2 separate regions of the Anser cygnoides genome follow, and region 2 is linked to region 1. Evidence: chromatin contacts called from public Hi-C data. All regions are on one chromosome and are shown on one strand. Each heading gives the region's core, a stretch centred on a gene start, on an enhancer-like site or on the middle of the called end of the contact. The rest is flanking DNA. Distances are from core to core; before and after follow the strand shown.

Region 1 (2,802 bases), core at 237-2,736:
GCGGCGCGGCCAGCAGAGGGCGCCGCCGGAGGGCCGGCACCGAGCGGCACCCCGGGCCCGCCGCCGGCACCGGCCCGCCGCCGCCACCGCCGTGCTGGGCCCCGCCGCCGCGGCCCCTCCGCGCCCCCCGGCGGCGCCGGGCTCCGGCAGACGGGGAGGGAAGGAAGGGAAGGGAGGGGAGAGGAGGGGAGGGGAGGGGAGGAGAGGGCCGGCCGGCCTCCCTCCGCTGCCGAAAACGCTCCGTCTTTGTCTCCCGCGGGGTCCCGGCCGTGCGGGGCTGCCCAGGAATAACCCGGCGGGGCGGTAACTTTACACCGCCCTCGTCCCGGGCGCCGCAGCCCGGAGTCGGTTTTCCCCTCGGATTAAGTTTTGCCGAGCCTCGCCGCGCAGCCCCAGTCCCGCTGCCGGCCCCCCCAGCACCGGCACCGGGCGAAGGGAAGGCGGGGTGGGCTTCCCCCCGCTTTATGTAATGCTCCCCCGGCACCCTCCCGTAAACGCACCGCCAGGGGATTTAAACCGAGCCGTTCACACGCACACCGATACACGCACACCTAATTTATTATTTTTTTTTAGCCACCCCAAAACGTGCACCCCCCCCCCCCCCCCCCCCGAGCCCCAAAGAACTAAGTTAGGGCACTTGGGCTTCCCCCCGCAGGGCTCCGGCACAAGCCGGGGAGCTGACAGGAGGCTGCCGGCAGCCCCGTGCCCCCTGCCCGCTGCCACCGGGGTCCCTGCTCCCCGGGGGGGGGGGGGGGGGGGGGCAACTCCGTGCAGGCAGGCGAAAGGAGCCGGCAGCGAGAGCCGCGCCGAGGCGCAGGGCAAGCTCCGGCCACCTCATTGTTCTGCTCGGCACCGGCACGGACTTCGCCCGCCGCCCCCCGCCGGGGCCCGAGAGCCCCGAACCGCAGGACCGGGGGGTAAAGGGGGTGCCCGGGGCGGGGGGGGCAACCGGGCGGCGACCCCCGTCCGTCCTCGCCCCGGTCCCCCCCCGCGGGGCGCCGGGCAGGGCTGGGGCGCCCCGGCGGCAGCCTCCCCGGGGCACGGCGAGCTGCGGGCGGCGGGGGACCCCCGGTCCCGCGGGGAGGGCGAGGGGAGCCGCGCCGAGCCGTGCCGGGCTGGGGGTGGGGGGGCTTACCTTCGTACATGGGGGCCATCGGTGCAAGGACGCCTGTTATTCATGGCAACGCCGCCACGAACGACGCGAGATCGCAGCCCCCCAAACTCAACACACATCTGCCATCTTGAGCGGGTGTCTCTCGGCGGAGGCGAAGCTGCCGCCTGCCTTCTGCATCGCCGCCCGCCTCAGCGCGGGGGGAGCCGGGCACATCCAGCCCCGCTGCCGGCCCTCCGACGCGGCCGGGGCGGGCGGGCGAGCGGGCGGGGGGCGGCGGCGCCGGGCCGGGCCGGGCCGGGCCGGGGCCGGGGCGAGGCGCGGCGCGGGGCCGGGCAGGGGCGGCGGGCGGCGGGGCCCCCCCGGCTCGGGACGGCGGCGCTGGGGAGGGAGGGAGGGAGGGAGGGAGGGAGAGGGAGGAGGGAGAGAGGGAGAGGGAGGGAGGGAAGGAGGGGGGCTGGCGCGGTGCCCCCGCTCTCAGCGCGGCATGGCTGCGTGTGCCGGGGCGCCTGCAAAAGTTGCGCTGGGGGCGAGAGGAAGGGGGAGAGAGAGAGAGAGACGGAGGGAGAGAGAGGGAAGACGGAGAGGGAGAGGAGGAAAAAAAAAAAAAAAAAAAAGGGCAAAAAAAAAAAAAAAAAGCGAGCGAAGGGAGTTTGCAAATAATCAAGCGCCGATGGCACTGATCGCGGCTTCCCAGAAGGAGAGGGAGCGAGCGAGCGAGAGAAACCCTCTGCTGAGATTATGTGGGATCTTGTTTAACAACACATTTCAATCAGGAGAAAAAAGGAACAGTCAACAGAAGTTGGTGAAACACTTCTGTCTTCCCCCCCTCCTCTTTATAGAAAAGAGAGGAAGGGAGAAAAAAAAAATAAAAAAGGCAGCTGATTGAAGCTTTGCAATTCACTGGCTGTGGGGATCATATAATTTGAGCTCATGTTTTACAATAGCATGGAAAATTCCTACCTCTCGCCCTCTCCCCAAATAAATCTTCTATTCCCTCAAGGCATTTCACAATCTGGTTCACTGACAAAAGTTCCAGTTTTTCCTTTTTTTTTTCGTTTAGCTTGCTTTCAGTGTAAATATTTAGCGGATGCGTTTAAAATAAACATACGATGTTGCTTTTAGGATTTGGGTTATTGTTTTTTTTTTTTTTTTAAAGAACCACATCAAAGAAGTGTTTACTTATTGAGATTGACAGCCACTGCTACCCCTCCCCCCGTTTTTATTTTGAAGGATCCATCTCCCTCATTCAGCTCTTGCTGTAAGAGCACCAACCCGACCGGCATCGTTTTTGTCGATTCATACGGTAAAGCTATAGGCAAAGCCACGTTATCCAGAACCCTTTTTTTTTTTTTCCTGAAAGTGGCTTTACAAAGGAAGTTAAGTCACCAGGTACCATGACACAAGCAAGGAAGCCGAGACCCATGCAAGACACAGGGCGGCAAAGCCTCTGGCAAAGGTGGAAACAAAACCTCGGGCTGCGATCCTGCATTAGCTGCGTCTGGATCTGCCCGCCTGGAGCTCCTAACTGGTGAGCAGTCTGGGACCAGACTGGGGATGACGAACTCGCTTCATGCCTGCTGTTACGGCCAGTCCTAAAAACGCTGCCGCTCGCTGCTGCTGCCGCCAGCCCAAACCTCCCCTACCGCAGCACTGGGTCACAGCGGGGCTGGACACCCGGCTGCCGCCTT
Region 2 (3,106 bases), core at 552-3,051, 60 kb before region 1:
ATTTAAACCAGAAGAGGCTCAGCTCCTCTGACTTCAGTATCAGAGTCACAGAGGTATTCTTCTCCCACCAAGACTGCTCCTGCAGGCTTTCTCCCGGGAAGGGACAACCTAAGAAGTCACTCGCCAACCTCCAAAATCATGAGGTCTTTTTTTTTTCTTTTTAAAAACTATATATTTAAAACTATATTCAGTTTAAGTTTAGCTTTCATTCACGTTCATTCTTGAAATAACACTGAAGTCTAGAAATCCCCCTCCTCACCCCATTCCATCCCCCCTTTTTTTTTAGTTACAAAACAGATTCTCCTACAAAGGTAGGATATCAGGAGCTGGCACTTAAAAGAAATACATATATTATACAAAGTGTAAGGAACTGACAAGACTGGGTGCAAATACACCACTGCTTCAGTTTCGGCCCTTTCAAGGCAAACTTCTCTGTTGTTCCCATTGTTGCATGTTCACATTGCAGGGTGGTTTCAGAGCATTAACAGCCTATTCACCCACTGAATAGGGCCTAGTCCAAAAGAGCCCTCACCGAGGCCAAAAATATGGGTGTCAGGTCCCTGGCACCAAGTATTTTGCTGTACAGCTCCTCTCCCACTGGGTCATACTAATTGCTAACGTGCACAGAGCTAGCATCTTCTGGGCTCTTGCACCTTCAGCTTGACCTCCTCTGTCATCCCTGGAGAGTGATTTTATGGTTTGCATCTCTGTGCTGACTTCTGGAGCAGTGCAACTTTCATCACATATTCCTTTAAATGAGGAGGATAAAAGCACAGGGCTAATTTATCACAGGACCATTTGTTAAGCCAATTAAAGTGTTAAGAAAATTAATTGAAAGGGTTAATACACATCTGTAACAGGCTATCCCGGTTATGACATTTACCTTCACAGCCACAACCAAGTTATCTGGTCTCTTCTCTGGAGTAAAGATAAATGTCAGCAGAGATCAACAATCATGTATTATAAATATACAATGCATAATTTTTTCTCCTGCTGTTTTGAAGCACTGAAACTGCTTTAGATGACAGGCATGAAATATTTAGAAACCGTTGGAAGAGAATGTTCTGAATCCTCCTAAACTTTTAATAACTTGCAAATCGTGATGTCACCCACAGGACAGCACCAGGAAGGTATCTGCCAAGCAACCACTGCCAAAAACCAGCCCCACTTGCACCGCACCTAGTGGGTAGTGTTTCCTACAAAGCAGGCTTTGTAGCCGCTGGATGTTGGCTTGTTATGCCCGGACAGTGGCGTGTTAAATGCAGAAGAAAGTTTGCAGAACAACTGCCTGCACTCAGTGAAATCCTGCAGGGAGCTCTCAGCTCAGCGGCAGTAACTCCTCACGGCCCGGAGAAGCACAGCCCGTGCGGGAAGGATCTGCTTTACGGTAGGCACACATGTGCTCGATAGCTGTTGTTTACTAGGTCATGTTGATTTTGCTTTCAGCTATGTTTTCTTAGGCACCCACGTCTCTTCACGTAGGAGTGCCTTAGAAATTACAAAATATTACTCCCACTCAACATACACGCGTACGTATACACTGGGTTTGTGTGTACATAGCTAGAGAGATGCCCACCACAAACAAACATTTGCATCCATCGCCAACCTGCAGGAAAGCCAAGGTGCTTTTGCAGCCCTGTGCAGCAAAGCTCCGCAGCCAAGCCAAGGGAGAGCTACAGCCTCACCGTCCCCTTGTCCCTTCGGGATCCACACGGCTCCGGCCCCTCCAGCCTCCTTCGCACAGGGACCAGGCTCAGCACAGCCCTGGTGGCCACCTCTCTCCTGGGTGGACCGAGGAGCAAAGAAGGGTCTTACAGCCTTTTCCTGCAACGTAACTTGCTTGCAACTCAGCATTTCCCCACAGAGGGGCCTCCAAACGCATGGATAATTTCGCTCTTCTCCTTCCCTCGCCTCCAAAGCATCTCTCCTGCTAGCCCAGTTTCTTGGAAAGCAGCAGGTTCTTGCTTCGCAGAGGAATTCCTGCTAAGGAAGCTGAGCACACTTGAGCCCTTCCCCTCTGTCCCAACCTCCACCCTGGTTTAGGAAGCTCACCTTCCTGGAAATACCTCGGCCAGAAACACAGCCCCACGACATTTCACCCTCACAGCACAACCCTCGCGCTTGCAGCAGCCACCCCAACAAGACCCACACGAGGACCTAAGCCATTAAAGGTGCATTTTACTGGGAATGGGGGCTGGCAGAGGCACAGGTCCGCAGGCAGACAACCGGCACACATCCCTACACCAGGCTGCAACACAAACCACCCCAACGAGTCCCCCTGCCCACATTGCCCCTTCCTTCCCCTGCGCGCCGCCGAGCTGCCGTCACGCCAGGTTTGTTTTCTTCGGTAAGCAATGGCTTGCAGAAGCCACTCGGCGGAAGTTATTAAAGCTGCTTTGGTATGGGGAAAAATCTCATTAACGTCAGCAAAAGGAGGAAGAGTTCTGAAAAGCTCCCAGCTAATTTGCTTTCTTTTAATTTTCTTGCAATTACAGTAAGCAGCGTAGCGCTCTCCCAATAAATGAGTCTTTAGCGCTGTGACAGGAGGTTTCTCCCCGAGTCACTTCGCGCTCCAACTTTTAACCCTTCAATAGGTTAAAGACAGAAGTGACTGCACGGTGCACCTTCCTAGAACAAATGGATTTCAGGCACTTCCAGTAATTTATCTCCACAGTGGAAAATCCCTGTTTTGTCTGTACAGCTTTTTTTTTTTTTCTTAATTTTTGCTTTGCAGTCATCGCAGCAGTACTGAGCTGGTACTTCCCACATCCTTTACTTGCTATAAATTCAGTTTCTCTTACAGTAAACACAGCTCCTAAAGGCTGCAATCCAGTTCTTTTCTGAAAAGAGGCTCGGTGTAGCATATCCCACACACTGGCTGATTTTTAAAACTCACTATGTATGTAATCTATTTTCCCTTACTGCTTTGGAAAGTTGAAGAGCAACAATTCTATTTCAGACTTCAGCTTATTATTTTTACTCTGCCATAAAAAAAAGAAGGGAAAAAATGTTGAAGAATGTTTAAGAATGCAGTCTGGAGATTAGTAAGGGGACAGGATATATATATATTTAAGAAAAAAGGAAAACATGTCCTCTATATGAAGTA

What was found. Hi-C and Micro-C count contacts between places; a contact is called where the count stands out from the background.
Region 2: a Hi-C map of liver shows a contact between it and region 1, with 2.4 times the contacts expected there. The contact joins the enhancer-like site here to the promoter of HIPK2 in region 1. A contact is called at or near these places in 3 of 7 Hi-C or Micro-C datasets (all in liver).

The regions. Positions count from the first base shown.
Region 1 is chr1:60,993,919-60,996,720 of Taihu_goose_T2T_genome, reverse strand. It overlaps HIPK2 (homeodomain interacting protein kinase 2), which reads right to left and starts at 1,486. Exons shown (of 15, transcript XM_066997849.1): 1 at 1,136-1,486. The coding sequence starts at 1,154.
Region 2 is chr1:61,054,401-61,057,506 of Taihu_goose_T2T_genome, reverse strand. The region is part of intron 2 of HIPK2 (homeodomain interacting protein kinase 2); the gene reads right to left. Among named protein-coding and RNA genes, the nearest start is that of HIPK2, 61 kb to the right of the region's middle. Within about 2 kb of position 1,801, at least 1 of the 3 cell types and tissues checked has open chromatin away from gene starts, as enhancers often do. A contact at or near this core is called in liver, where this site is marked.